Linked DNA regions of Sus scrofa: regions 2 and 3 are each linked to region 1. The links are chromatin contacts, called in public Hi-C and promoter capture Hi-C maps. All regions are on one chromosome and are shown on one strand. The core of a region is the stretch at or near the end of the contact, and the rest is flanking DNA. Distances in the headings are between cores, read along the strand shown.

The links. Promoter capture Hi-C pulls out the DNA fragments that hold promoters and counts their contacts. Hi-C and Micro-C count contacts between places; a contact is called where the count stands out from the background.
Region 2: a contact with region 1 is called in a promoter capture Hi-C map of fetal skeletal muscle, with 10 times the contacts expected there. The contact joins the promoter of AAGAB here to the promoter of SKOR1 in region 1. A contact is called at or near these places in 3 of 5 promoter capture datasets (fetal liver, fetal skeletal muscle and liver) and 3 of 47 Hi-C or Micro-C datasets (embryonic fibroblasts, heart right ventricle and mesenteric adipose tissue).
Region 3: a contact with region 1 is called in a Hi-C map of epiblast stem cells, with 1.7 times the contacts expected there. The contact joins the promoter of SMAD3 here to the promoter of SKOR1 in region 1. A contact is called at or near these places in 1 of 5 promoter capture datasets (liver), 4 of 47 Hi-C or Micro-C datasets (embryonic fibroblasts, epiblast stem cells, heart right ventricle and 1 more) and 1 of 2 datasets of contacts at active chromatin or transcription factors (skeletal muscle).

The regions. Positions count from the first base shown.
Region 1 is chr1:165,750,916-165,755,801 of Sscrofa11.1, forward strand. It overlaps SKOR1 (SKI family transcriptional corepressor 1), which reads left to right and starts at 2,607. Exons shown (of 9, transcript XM_021100496.1): 1 at 2,607-2,713; 2 at 2,934-4,886. The coding sequence starts at 2,607.
Region 2 is chr1:165,191,064-165,195,603 of Sscrofa11.1, forward strand. AAGAB (alpha- and gamma-adaptin-binding protein p34) reads right to left here and starts at 1,939. Exons shown (of 9, transcript XM_005659865.3): 1 at 1,752-1,939. The coding sequence starts at 1,881. It overlaps IQCH (IQ domain-containing protein H), which reads left to right and starts at 2,027. Exons shown (of 21, transcript XM_021100401.1): 1 at 2,027-2,143. The coding sequence starts at 2,093.
Region 3 is chr1:164,996,482-165,001,320 of Sscrofa11.1, forward strand. SMAD3 (SMAD family member 3) reads left to right here and starts at 1,976. Exons shown (of 9, transcript NM_214137.1): 1 at 1,976-2,363. The coding sequence starts at 2,158.

The sequences.
Region 1 (4,886 bases), core at 1,357-3,856:
AACTTTGTGGCCCTGGACTCTTCCTCCCTCCTGGCCCCGTTCGCGAGCTCAGGCCGCAGGTGCCGAGTGCTGGGCGCAGGTGTGTGGCCGCTTACCTGGGGCGCCCAGACCTGGGGGCTGCGGGGAGGCGGTGGACGCCGTGCGTGGCCCGAGGGCTAGCGGACCCCCGGAGGGCGCGAGTGACTGTGCAGGCGGTGGGTGTGGCGCTCCGGCTCGCAGCTGTCAGGCGCGCCTGCCCCGAGCTGGCCCCGCCACTCGGGCTGTGACCGCGTAGTGCCAGTCGCCGCGCCATGCGCTCCAGGCTTTGGCCTCCGCTCCGGGCCCGTCCGGAACCTCAGGGGTAACGGCGTAGGGCACACGTCTCTGCGCCCGGGGCCCTGGAGCCCGGCGCCTGCTGAGACCCGCGCCGCGCGGGAGGGGCCAGCGGGGCCGCGGGTTGTGAGCGCAGGGAGCCCGGGAGCGCGGCTGTGCGCGCGCGCGGGGAGGGGCCGCTCTGTCACCCGAAGAGCCCGGCGGATCCCGGACTCCCGCCCGCCGCTCCGCCCGCCGCGCACCTTCGCTCACCGCTCGCCCGGCTCCAGCCGCCGCCGCACGGTAAGTACCTGCGTGCGGTCGCCTGCTTCCCCTGTGTCCCATCTCCACAGCTTTTTTTTTTTCCTTTAGTTCCGATTTGGGTTCTTGGGTGGTTGTTTTTATTATTATACCCAAAGACTGTCACCTCACTCTCTGCGCTGCCTGTCTCCTGCCTTGTCACCCTCTCCAAGCTCACCATTCAAGCCCCAGGAGCCGGCGAGGGCTCCCTGAGCCGCCCTCGCTGCTGCTCCTTGTCGCGGCGCACAGCCTTTTGCCTAGGCTTTCCGCTCTGGTCCTCAAGATTCGGTTCCTTTCCTAGGACCCCCCTCCCTTCGTTTGGCTCCAGGGTCTGGAGCCCCCCGTCCACTCGGGAAAACCCGGCGAGGACTCCAGACCCTCAACGTGGGGAGGACCCGCTGGGCTCAGGGCGCTCCCTTCACTGCATGCGGGCAGGGCACACTTGCCGATTTCGGGGAACCAAGAAGACATCGTCATTTCCCAGAACCGCGGCGCCCCCCCCCCCACCACTTCCCCAGCCTGCCTGAGAGCCCTTTGGGGCATTCGGGGCTTTTCTTGCTGACCCTTCAGCCAAGGAGTTAGGTCAGTGCTTTTTCCTCCTAAAATGTTAGGAGGGACTTTAACGCAAAAGGAGGGTCAACTAGTTTCAATTTGATCCACGGAGATAAAGATGAAACAGGCAGATAACAGATTAAATAGCTTGATTTAAGAAGGTATAAGGACAGATGGGAGAAAGAGGCGTGAGCTGGGAGAGACAGACACCTTAGGGACAGATAAGATCGACAGATGAGGGGCACCTAGACGGAGAGAGGGAGAGAGATGGACCCTCAGAAGATCTCAGTTTCCTTGGTGAGGCTTTTGAGGTCTGATCCCCTGTCGGGCTGGAGCTGCCCCTGTAAAAATGGATCTGCCTTTCCTGCCGAGTTTAGGGGAGGGGCCCTTAGGGTTGGCCTGCCTGGGCCGCAGGAGCGCCTTCAGCCATGGGGGTGGAGGGAGCCTTCCGTGTCTGATGACACGTGGCAGGGCTGGGTCACCTAGGGGGCCCCAAGCATCATCCTCGTGTCCTCCTGCTGTTGATGTCCCTGGACCTGGCTGCCTCCTAGCCTTGGCCAGAGAGTAAAGCTCAGGACCAGCAGTAACTTTTGACCTGGAGGCTTGTGGTAGCTTCAGAGACCAGCCAGGATTCCTTTCAGCCAAAATGAGTCAGGACAGCCCAGCATGAAGGATACTCAAAAAGATGACGCCCCCAAAAGAGGAAGCTCAGAGCCTGGAGAGACTGCTTTTGGCCTGGGTGGAAAAAGCATATTTGAAGGAGGAAAACTTAGGGAGTGGGTTGCTAGAAGCAAAGGAGAAGTGGCTTCTGAGAAACTTACTAAAGCCTCTCCATCCCACGTGCTGACCCAGAGGGAAACCAGTTTTAGTCTGGAACGCAGCTAAAAATGCAGAAAACGTGGTTAGGAATTGCCTGACCCTGATCCCATCGATGGCTGGAAAGAAAACGAATTATAGAAAACGGCTCCAGCCAGAATCTTTCTGCTCAACGAATGCAAAGCTCCGGGAGTGAGAGGAAAAGCTTGTGTTTGTGGAAGGCAGCGCTGTTTTCCTGGGGAGCCGGCTGGGCACGGAGCTGAGTGCATTGAGGGCAAGCCTGGGGCTGGAAGCTCGAGGCGTGCTTTGGAGAGAGCCGGGTTCAGCACCGTGAACAGCGGTCGTCTCTGCCTCTCCCCGCCTCCCTCACGGCCTCAAGACCCTCCTCCTTCTCCTTGCCTCCCCCCCGCCTCGGCCCCCCGCCCCCCCGCCCCGCGCCGTCCGCCCCCTGCTGTCTGGAGGTGGGCAGAGACCGCCCCTCCCCCCATTCCTCCTGGCGCTGCCCCCGCCCGCCCGCGTGCATGCGCGACTGAGCAGAGGGGCGGCCTGTCCCCGAAGTCCCGGCTTCAGCACCAGGGCGGGTAGGGCAGGCTGTGAGGGTGGCCGAAGGCGCACGGATTCGGGCGCCAGGAAGCGCGGGTTTGGCAATGGCTTTGCTGTGTGGCCTTGGGCAAGTCACTCTCCATCTCTGAGTCCCACTTCCTCCCCAATCTGAAAACCAGATCGGGTTCCTAGCTACCGGGGCATTCCAGAGGTCTCAATTACCCCTACTCCATCTCCAAACCTTGGGGGCTTTTGTTCCAGCGCCAGCACCCGTCTGAATAACAAAAGGCGCCCGTCCAGGGGGCGAATGAGCTTGGACTCCCCATTGCCAAGTTTCCCTGCGCGCCTCACTCGGCGCGCCCTCCTGGGCGGGCCGAGCCGCGTTGGCGCTGAAAATGGCTTATTGGCTCTCTGCTTTCTCTGTTTCGCAGGAGCGGCGGCATGGAGGCTCTCACCACTCAGCTGGGGCCGGGGCGCGAGGGCAGCTCCTCACCCAACTCCAAGCAGGAGCTGCAGCCCTACTCGGGCTCAAGCGCTCTCAAACCCAACCAAGTGGGCGAGACGTCGCTGTACGGTGTGCCTATCGTGTCTCTGGTCATCGATGGTCAGGAGCGCCTTTGCCTAGCACAGATCTCCAACACTCTCCTCAAGAACTACAGCTACAATGAGATCCACAACCGTCGCGTGGCCTTGGGCATCACGTGCGTGCAGTGCACGCCGGTGCAGCTGGAGATTCTGCGTCGGGCCGGGGCCATGCCCATCTCGTCGCGCCGCTGCGGCATGATCACGAAGCGCGAGGCCGAACGGCTGTGCAAGTCGTTCCTGGGCGAACACAAGCCACCCAAGCTACCTGAGAACTTCGCCTTCGATGTAGTGCACGAGTGCGCCTGGGGCTCGCGTGGCAGCTTCATCCCCGCGCGTTACAACAGCTCGCGTGCCAAGTGCATCAAATGCGGTTACTGCAGCATGTACTTCTCGCCCAACAAGTTCATCTTCCACTCGCACCGCACACCTGACGCCAAGTACACGCAGCCCGACGCAGCCAACTTTAACTCGTGGCGCCGACACCTCAAACTCAGTGACAAGTCGGCTACAGACGAACTGAGCCACGCTTGGGAGGACGTCAAGGCCATGTTCAATGGCGGCACCCGCAAACGGACCTTCTCGCTGCAAGGAGGCAGCGGCGGCGCTAACGGCGGGTCGGGTGGGCAGGGAAAGGGTGGTGCTGGCGGTGGCGGCAGTGGCGGCCCCGGTTGCGGCGCGGAAATGGCCCCAGGCCCGCCACCCCACAAAAGCCTGCGCTGTGGCGAAGATGAGGCCGCCGGACCTCCCGGGCCGCCTCCTCCTCATCCGCAGCGGGGACTTGGTCTGGCGGCGGGAGCCGGTGGCCCCGGGGGTCCTGGAGGGCCTGGTGGAGGCACCGGCGTACGCAGCTACCCGGTGATCCCGGTGCCCAGCAAGGGCTTTGGCCTCTTGCAGAAGCTGCCCCCGCCGCTTTTCCCTCATCCCTACAGCTTCCCCACCGCCTTCGGCCTCTGCCCCAAAAAGGACGACCCGGTGCTAGGCGCGGGCGAACCCAAGGGCGGCCCAGGCACAGGGAGCGGCGGGGGTGCCGGCACTGGCGCAGGCGCGGGCGGCCCAGGAACTGGCCACTTGCCCCCTGGGGCGGGGGCTGGCCCAGGCAGCGGCGCTATGTTCTGGGGTCACCAGCCCTCCGGGGCAGCCAAGGACGCGGCGGCCGTGGCAGCGGCGGCTGCAGCAGCCACTGTATATCCGACGTTTCCTATGTTCTGGCCGGCGGCAGGCAGCCTCCCGGTGCCGCCCTATCCAGCCGCGCAGAGCCAAGCCAAGGCCGTGGCGGCGGCTGTAGCGGCGGCGGCTGCAGCGGCCGCGGCGGCGGCCGGTGGTGGCGGCCCAGAGCCCCTGGACGGTGCCGAGCCGGCCAAGGAGGGCAGCCTAGTCGCAGAGGATCGCTGTCCAAGCGCTCTATCTCGCGGGCCACTGGACGAGGATGGCGCGGAAGACGCGCTGCCACCACCGCTAGCCCCATTGCCTCCCCCACCGCCGCCGCCCGCACGCAAAGGCTCCTACGTGTCGGCTTTCCGGCCGGTGGTCAAGGACGCCGAGAGCATCGCCAAGCTCTACGGTAGCGCTCGTGACGCGTACGGCGGTGGGCCAGCTCGTGGGCCGGGGCCAGGCGCAGGGTCTGGCGGCGGCTACGTGAGCCCGGACTTTCTGAGTGAGGGCAGCTCCAGCTACCACTCCGCCTCCCCCGACGTGGACACTGCCGACGAACCCGAGGTGGACGTTGAGTCTAACCGCTTCCCCGACGATGAGGGCACCCCGGATGAGGCCGAGCCCAGCGCGCCCGGCACAGGAGACGT
Region 2 (4,540 bases), core at 689-3,188, 560 kb before region 1:
AAATACACCAAGAATCTTAAGAATTCTGACCAAATTCTATTATGTTCACTAGAGGTAAGATATGGAGACTAATTTATGAAGTAATAATAAATGAAAAATACCAGAATAAAAATTATACATGAAATAGTATGTATAAAATATATATCTTATATAAAGATATTTTTATACAAATCACACATATTAAATGTTATAAATACATAATTTTATATACTTAAATAGACTTTAAGATACATCAAATATTTTGATTCATACATACAAAATACTGAAATATAACATGTTATATATAATGTAAAAGATATATAAAATATCAGGATAAAAACTATATGTGAAATGTAATTACAAGTTTCTTTAGAATCTATGCATTGGAAAAAAAAACTGGATATAAATGCACAGAAATGTTAACACATTATTTGTGTTTGGCTGATGAGACCATGGCTGACATTTTTTCTCCACAGGCTAATAAATCTTAATAGAATATGCACTACTTTTACAACAAAACAATTTTTAAAGAGAAAAGAAAGGAAAAAAACGGGAAGGAGCACTGCTGAGAGGTATGGAAACGGTGTCATTGGAGCAGTTAGTTATTTAGCGTTATAATTAAACTTCTATTGTAGCAAGGGACTTTTTAAATGATTACAAAAGACAACTAAGTTATAGAATATTTGCATTAGAGGGACATCCTGCCTAATTCTGTCATTCAACAGTTATAGAGAGAAAGTTAGTTTATATGATGCTTTACAGTTTACAAAATGGTTTCAAAATGTCACATCATCTGTCCTTCAAAGAATTCTGTTAGGTTCATATGCCCCATTTTCAGGATCAGAAAACTGAAGGCCAGCGAGATAATGCATTTTAATCAAAATACATACGTTTTATCGAACGTTTAAGCTGGGCTAAGCACAACAATTCTGTGGAAATAATCACCATTTTACAAGAAAACTGAAGAGCAGAAGTTAAGCGTGTTATCTCACAGTTGAGAGTCACTGTTCTGACTCGAAGCCACGCACTTAAAACAGGAGTCTTGAGTTATAATCAACTTCAGAGTCCTTTAGTGAAAGATTTGAGCCTAAGATCCAATCCTATCCTCTCTCTATTACACTGGTCTCCCCTCCACGCCTACAATTCTTTTAAGTTACCTACTTTGACAAACACTATGAAGTTCCAGAGGCAAAGAAAGGGAATAGGACCAATAATAACCAAAAACTGATACAGGGAGAGGACCTAGCCTCTGGAGGAAGGCAAGACATGAATAACTGCAGAGTGGAGGGGATAAGGCTAACAAGTCTTATACGCACCAAGGGGTGGCCAAAAGGAACCACATTCCACCTCAGGAGCAGAGATGGCAACAAAAATCACTATTTCTGCTCCTAACACCCTCGTTCCTCCGTACAATTTCCAGAGCGCCTTTTCGGTTCACCTCAAAGCTTGACCGCAACAACCCCTGGGCTGGGCGGGGATTAGTCCCACTTTACAGAAAAAGCTGGAAGAAACGTCATGGCGGGCCAGACAAAGCAGAGAAGCAAGGTGTGTACGAGCTTGGGGTGGACCCCTGGGACACTGGGCACCTCGACTGCCTCCCAAGAGCACCCGCGGGACCTTGGGCCACCACGGAGGAGAGGAAGAATCCAGGGCCCCGCGGCTGGGACAGAGGCTCCCAAGGGAGGCCACAGTGTTGGGAATGTCACCCGCCAAGCCTCGGGGCGGGGCGGGGGGGGGGGCTTGGAATTCGGCCCAGGAGACCTTCTACTCACTTTGGACTAGCCGGTCAGCAGAAAAGGTGGACGAGCAGCTGGTGACCAGAGCGCAGGGGACACCCGCAGCCATTGCTGAACCCGCGATCCGGTTTGGTCTCCAAGCCTCTTCCGCCTTGGGCGATACCATGGCCGCTGTCGCGCAGGGGAGGCGTGCAAGGAAGGCGCGTTCTCAGAAGGCACGGCCGGCCCTGCCTCCTTTCCATCCCCCTCTTCCGCTCCCGTCGTGGACCGGGCCGCGCTGCGCGTTGGGTTGCCATGGGAACGAGCTCCCCCTGCGGAGAATTAATGTGCCTAGAAACCGCGCCTCCTCTGCGAGGTAGCCGCGCCCGGTGGTAGGCATGGCCCAGGCGCCAGAAAACCATGACCCCATCGGATCCATCTTAATCCAGGTGGGAATGGGTCTCTCCCGGCCCTACCCGGCTAAGGCCCTTCGAGCGAGGCCCAGCAGCGTCCATCCATTGGTGTCCAGCCTTTAGACTGCCTCCCAGGCGAGGGGCGGCACCGCTCGGAGAACTCCCAAATATCCGAACCCAGAACTCGCCCGGCCGCCTCACACACCTCCACAGCCTGACCCTGGGAAGCGCCAGTCATTCTGTCTCTGGTAAAACTCCACGACCATACACCCCGCCAGGGACCTCTACTTTGGAAAAAGCTATCTTTTCTTACACCGAGGCACCATTTTTAAATGTTATGTCATAAAAATTTTGAATCCATGAAGTAGGGAACTGGAGGCGATACAAATCAGACACAACGGAGAGGTGATAAAGCTGGGGAGAAACTGAAATATGTGAACTGCCTTTCTTAACCACCCCAATTTGGGGGGATCTAAAAGTCCCTTGCAAATAAATGAGTTCTGGGGACGTGAGCATGGTAATTGTAGTTAACAATACTTAGTGTGTATTTAAATTGCTAAGAGAGTAAATCTTAAAAAGTTTTCATTACAAGAAAAAAAATTGTGAATGTGTATGGAGATGGATGTTAACTAGACTTATGTTGATCATTTTGCAATATGAACAAGTATCTAATTATTATGTTGTATGCCAATTATATTGCAATAAAAGATAAATAAAATTAAAACCCCTTGCTTGGGAACATACAATAGGGAAATAAATTCAAGATAAAAGCTTACTATTCAAGTTAACAGTTTTGAATATGGAAATGTGACAAATTTAAAAACACAGGGAAGTAACTTTTTCTTTTTTCTTTTTTTTGGTCTTTTTGTCTTTTTGTTGTTGTTGTTGTTGCTATTTCTTGGGCCGCTCCCGCGGCATATGGAGGTTCCCAGGCTAGGGGTCTAATCGGAGCTGTAGCCACCGGCCTACACCAGAGCCACAGCAACGCGGGATCCGAGCCGCGTCTGCAACCTACACCACAGCTCACGGCAACACCGGATCGTTAACCCACTGAGCAAGGGCAGGGACCGAACCCACAACCTCATGGTTCCTAGTCGGATTCGTTAACCACTGCGCCATGACGGGAACTCCCGGAAGTAACTTTTTCTAATCTGAGGGCGGAATATCAATAAAATATTAACTTCAGAGTTCTCTTGTGGCTCAGAGGGTTAAGGATCTGGTGTTGTCACTGTAGCAGCTCTGGTTGTTGCTGTGGCAAAAATTTGATCCCTGGCTGTGGAACTTCTGCATGCCACGGATTTGGCCAAAAAAGGAGGAAGAAGAAAGTATTAGCTTCTCCAGCATAACTTAGCTTGTGACAATTACACTCAGATTTTTCCAAATATTAAAAGCATTTTGTTTTTTCACATTTCAATATGGTAGTTTTAAAACATTTCTACATATAGCATCACATTTAACACATATTTAGCACTATTTGACCAGGGCTTAAAGTAATTTGCCTAAGGTCACTTTATCAGGACTCTCACTCAGATCTGCAATGGGTCTAATTTTTCTTCCTGCTAGGACTTGGTCTCTTACCTCCCTTTTGGGAGATTTCTTTAAATTCACCTTTTCCAAAATACAAACCCCTAAACTCACCAATTTTACAGACTTCCCCATTATGAATCATACCCAGATAGTCTTACCTCACCTTATATTATCCTTGCTTTCACCATCACCTTAGAATGAGTTTAGCCAAACTGCCAAATCTCCACAAGACTGCCCTCACTTAGACACCAGGCACAAGTACAGGGGTCTCTAGAAGCACCCTCACTTCAGACCAGCTGTCTACACATTTGGGAACTCCAGCCGCCTCACGCTGGCTAATTTGGTGGAGCAACTCAAAAAACTCAGGAGACATTCTCCTCGTGGCTCAGTGGTTAACGAATCCAACTAGGAACCATGAGGTTTCGGGTTCAATCCCTGACCTTGCTCAGTGGGTTAAGGATCCGGCACTGCCGTGAGCTGTGGTGTAGGTCACAGATGCAGCTCAGATCTGGCGTTGCTGTGGCTCTGGTGTAGGCCGGCAGCTACAGCTGTAATTGGACCCCTAACCTGGGAACCTCCATATGCCTTTGGAGTGGCCCTAGAAAAGGCAAAAAGACAACAAAAACAAAAAACTCAGGAAAGTGTTGTGCTTACAATTATGGTGTTATTATGGCCAAAGGATAAGAATTCAATCAAGGGAAGAAAGGCTTAGGGCAGAGTTGAGGAGGGGTCTAAATGGAGCTTCCAGCCATTTTCTCCCAGTGGAGTCATGGAGCATACCACCTCCTTCCAGCTATGATGTGTGACACTATGCACAAACTACTGCCAACTAGGAAAGTGTCCCCAAGACTATAGTGTCCAGAGTTTTTATTGGGGCTTGATCACAATGCTCATTTCACTGACTTT
Region 3 (4,839 bases), core at 726-3,225, 760 kb before region 1:
TGGGGGACATTTACCTCCAGAGCCACTGTGAAGACAAAATCAGAGGAAAGCACTTGGGCTACCTGGAAGGAAGAAAGCCATCAATAAATGTTGATTGCCTTCCTCCCTGCTCTGGTCTGAGGAGGGCTGGGAGGAAGGGAGTGAAATGAGATGACGCTGGCTGCCAGTTAGCTTGGGGATGGGCCAGGAAGGGGAATCAGGTCATTAAGCCCGGGTTGGGGTTCAGGGATTCCCCCTTAAGGTCCCAGCAGGCGGGGAGTTAGAAGAGAGGAAGACAAGGAGCCCAGTTAGTGCTCAGCCCCAGTGCGGACAGGCTGGTAGGAGGGCAGTCACTCCTACTTGCAGGGGTCCCTGCGCTTCTGGGCTGATTTTGTGGATTAGGCCACACCTCACAGAGCTTTGTGACTCCCCACCCGCCAGAGTTTGCAGATAACTTCTTTCTCACCACAGGAGTTTCCTGCTGTTAAAAACAAACAAAGGCTAGAGGCCTGGTAGGGGAGGGGCAGCAGGAGAAAGGCCCTGGGGTCCTGGGGTAACTCCTGAAAGCAGCTGCAGGAGGGGTCTGGGGGCAGATGCCCTTGAATTGTGCTTCTGGGGAGAGAAGCCCCAGAGGGCCCCCAATATCTTGGTATTTCTTTGCTTCCCACCAGAGCTAATTTGGAATACATAAGGTTCCCCGGTACTGCCCTCTTGCCCCACTTTTTTGCAAGTTCACAGCTTTGAAAACAAAGCTCTTGCCTTCTATTTATAGGGTGTTGAATTTCGGCTCTTTGCTCATCATAAGATTCCAAATACCCTGTAATGAAACTTTTCCTCCAAAGATAAATTCTGAAGCGCCCCGTCCTGAACTCAACGGATACCTTTGAGGCCCGTTTTCTGCTGGGCACTTGTTTCCCAAGGCCCCTGGGACCCCCTGGCTCCAGTTATTATACAGGGAGTCACTAGGGTCCCCGAATCTCCACTTCTGAGAGCGAGCCCCTTCCTAATCCCTCCTTCGCACGGTCTCGGGGCTCTAAACCGGTAAGATCTCACCGGTGCTAGAATTAAAGGAGCCCTAGAGTCACCGGCGCCACCAAGGTCCCTAACCGGGATTCGCGTGCCCGCATACCAGTGCGCTGCCAGCCTTCCTGGGCCTCAGCTTTGCGCACGCCCTCTCTCGGACCCGGGTCCTCCCAGGGATGCACGGCCAGCCTGCGGCCAGACGTCGTGCGTTCGTGCGAGCCTAACCCTCTCGGGCCCGCCACGCCAACTGAACTTTCTTAGTGTGGGTTCCGAGAGCGGACGCCACGGCCCGAGCCCGGCCCTCCCGTCCGGGGCCCCTCTCGCCGCTCCTTTCCCACGACTTCCTCCCGGCGCCCGCCGGATTCAGGTCAGGGCCGCGCGGGGTCTTGCGAGCTCCAGCCAGGTCCGCCGCAGCCCCCGGTCGCCCACGTGGGCGTGCTCCGCGCCGGGCGGGGGACGGCCCGGCGCCCTCCCGGAGGCGGGGGGCGGGCAGGGCGCCCGCGGGAGGAGGCGGCGGGGCGCGGGGGAGGAGGCGGGGAGCCCCGGCGGCAAGGGGGCGGTGACAGCGCTTGGAAAGGAGGCTGCACGCGGATTTGCATGAAACACAGACTGGGAGCGGGCGGGAGCGGGAGCGGGAGCGCGGCGCACGCCCCGGGCCGGCCCAGCGAGCGAGCGAGAGAGCCGGGAAGGAGGAGGGCAGCAGGGAGGCGAGGCTGCCGAGGCGGAGGGATCTGCGCATCAAAGCGAGCGAGGCGAGCAAAGTTTGGCTGAGGGTTGGACTTTCCTTCCTGGAGGCGGCACCCAAACAGCCACCCCGTGCGGAAACCCAAACTTTCTTCTGCCACTCGGAGCCCCGCGGCCGCCGCCTCCGCCCCGCGTCCGGGGCCTTCCCGATCCCGTGCCGCTGCCGCCCGCCCTTCTCCCCGCCGCTCTTCTCCTCACCGAGGGAGCCGCCCGGGGCACAGGGCCGCACGCCGAGCCCCGCAGGCTGCAGCGCCGCGGCCCGGCCGGGAGCACCGGCAAGTTCGCCGAGAGTTGAGGCGAAGTTTGGGCGGCCGCGGCCAGCCCGGCCGAGCTCCCCGCTGCGCCCCCGGCGTTCCGCCGCGCCCAGCCCCGCCGGGGGCGCCCCTCGCCGCCCGCGCGCCCTCCCCAGCCATGTCGTCCATCCTGCCCTTCACGCCCCCGATCGTGAAACGCCTGCTGGGCTGGAAGAAGGGTGAGCAGAACGGGCAGGAGGAGAAGTGGTGCGAGAAGGCGGTCAAGAGTTTGGTCAAGAAGCTCAAGAAGACGGGGCAGCTGGACGAACTGGAGAAGGCCATCACCACGCAGAACGTCAACACCAAGTGCATCACCATCCCCAGGTGGGGGCCCGAGGGACCCTGGGGCGCGCCCGCCCAGCCCCCTGGCGTGGCGGGGGGTTGGAACGGAGGGGTGGCCTGGGTGCCCGTGTGTGTGTAGGGGGGGGGCGGTGGGAACACAGACAGGAAAGCGGGGGACCCCAAACAAAACCTTCTCTGGATTTGCAGAGATTCAGAGCCTGAGGCTTCCACACGGCATTCGCGCTCCCAGACCTCGTATTCGCTTTTCACCTCCGGGAAAGCGGGTGCTGCTGGAATCGGCGGCCCCCACCCCGGGGGAGCTGCGGGCTAGAACTTGAGGCCCGCTTTGTTCAGCTCCGCGGGCCGGAGCCCCTCCTCCGCCGCCGCCTCCCGCCCCCGCGGCCCGCGCTCGTGGAGGTGGTGGTGTCTCTCCCTTTCTTTTCTTCATCCCTGTCCCCCCACTTCTTTCCTCCTCGGCAGGAATGCAGTCCGTACAGCTGGGGCTGTGGGTGAGGAGCGGGAGCCTCGTGATTGACAGATTCCTTCTTCGTTCTCTCTTTGCCTTCGGGATTAGCATTTTTATCGAGTATTTTTAGATTCGGTTGTGCCAGTCTCCCGCCCCCTCCGCACACACACGCACTTTACTTGCAGTGGGGTGGTCTGACTTTCAAATGAGAGAGATAAGTGGCAGAGGGTAGGGTCTTCTCCCCCGACTGTTTTTTGGCCCACCTTTCAGCCATAGATTGCGAGTGGCTGCAAAACGCGGGGGGCTGAGAACTGAGGAGATAACAAAACGCACCCCAAAGGGGGGCCTCGCCTCGGCCCTCGCATTCCTACAGAGCCTTCCTTCCCAAAGCGCTGTGCCATCTGTCTGGACCTCCTTTATCCTCCACTTTGCGCTAGCTAGGTCAGGCGGGAGCTCACAGATGGCTGATAGAAGGGGTCAGTGACTTCTCTCCACTCCCCAGGGCCTTCTTTTAGCTTCGCTGCGCCTGGCTGGGAATTGGGGTGTGGGGGCACCATAGTCTCCTGTCTTTCCCTCTCAGCCAGCCCCCTTTAGAAGTCCGATTCTGCTCCAAGGGAGTGTGTGTGTGTGTGTGTGTGTGTGTGTGTGTGTGTGTGTGAGAGAGAGAGAGAGAGAGAGAGAAAGTGTGTGTGTGGGGGGGCAGGGTGGGGTGGGGTGGGGGAGATGTCCTTTGGGTCCTGGGCTGCAGAGGATTGAGTGGAGGGTCCCCAGGGCCTGCACCCCACAGAAATTGCCATCCTTGCTGCTGGGGCCAGGAGTGAACTCCGTCCTTGGCCACCTGCTTGGGGCAGCTGTATAAAGGCTGCCAGCCGTGTCAGGCAGGCACAAAGCAACATCTGTCCACGGGAACCCAGGGCAGGCCTCCCCTGGAAATAAATGCTGCATATGGTGGGAGTGCTGACTTGAAAAATAATAATTTTTTTTTTCAAAACTGGGTGGATCCAGTCAATAAAGCGGGAGGGAAGGCAATGTGCTGTCTGGGAAGTGTGTTCTGGGCGTGTGATCAGGAGCCAGAATTGACTTCAGAGGAGGTGGTGTGATGTGATGGTCAGTGAGCCCTAGGTCCTGGTCCCAGCCCTGGTGCTTAATTCTTCTTTATTCCTTTGGATGAGGGTCAAGGAGTAGGGCGAACAGATGTCATACTTCTCCCGCCTGGGGAGGGGTTTGCAAAACCTGCCTTCTTACCTGTCTCGGTGCCTTGAGGGCAAGGGCTTTATGCCTTGAAACAGGAAAAAAAAAAAGTATCAATTATAAAATGAGCAGCTGTGTAAAGCGTTTTACAGTTTACCAAGGTCTTTCACGTGGTTTTATGAGAGCAAGAAAAAGAAACTCCTGGAAAATAGATAAGGCAATTAGGCCTAAGATTTATCTTGTTTTTAAAGTTGAGAAAACTTTGGAGGCGAGAGGTGAAAAAGCTTGGTGTAGTAACGGGATTCTGACCAAATGTGCTCCTTCTGCTAGGCCAGGCTGCTCTGCACTTTGAAGCTTTGGAATACATTCTTTGCTGACCGCTAAAGCTGTGTTAGCCAGAGGGATGGGCCCCTAGGATCTTTGTTGGTAACATTGCCAGTGTCGGCCTCTGGGCTAGTGACAGCCTGGAGGAGAGGCCTTGTTCTCCCTTGCCTTAGTAGGAGTTTGCCCTCTGGGGAAGCACAGCTGTGGTCTGTCTTTTCCTCTTTCAAAGTCCTCTGCAGCCCGAGGTATTGGACACTTCAGGTGTTTCTGAGAGTTCAGGTTAACTTGGCCTTCTCATGATTCTCTTAGGACTGGGCCGTCTTCTACCTGTCTGGCAAGGACCTAGTGCTGAGGCAGATTTTTTTTTTTTTCCATCTTTTTCAATTAGGGAAACCCAGTCGCTTGGGTGGATCCAGACAAAGTGGATTTCCATCCCTGGTTTTTGTGCCCACGCCGCTGGGTCACCTTGTCTCCCTTGGCAACTGCTGCTGCTGTTTTGGTCGTGGGCTACAAACTAAAGGCCACATCTTGGGGAGG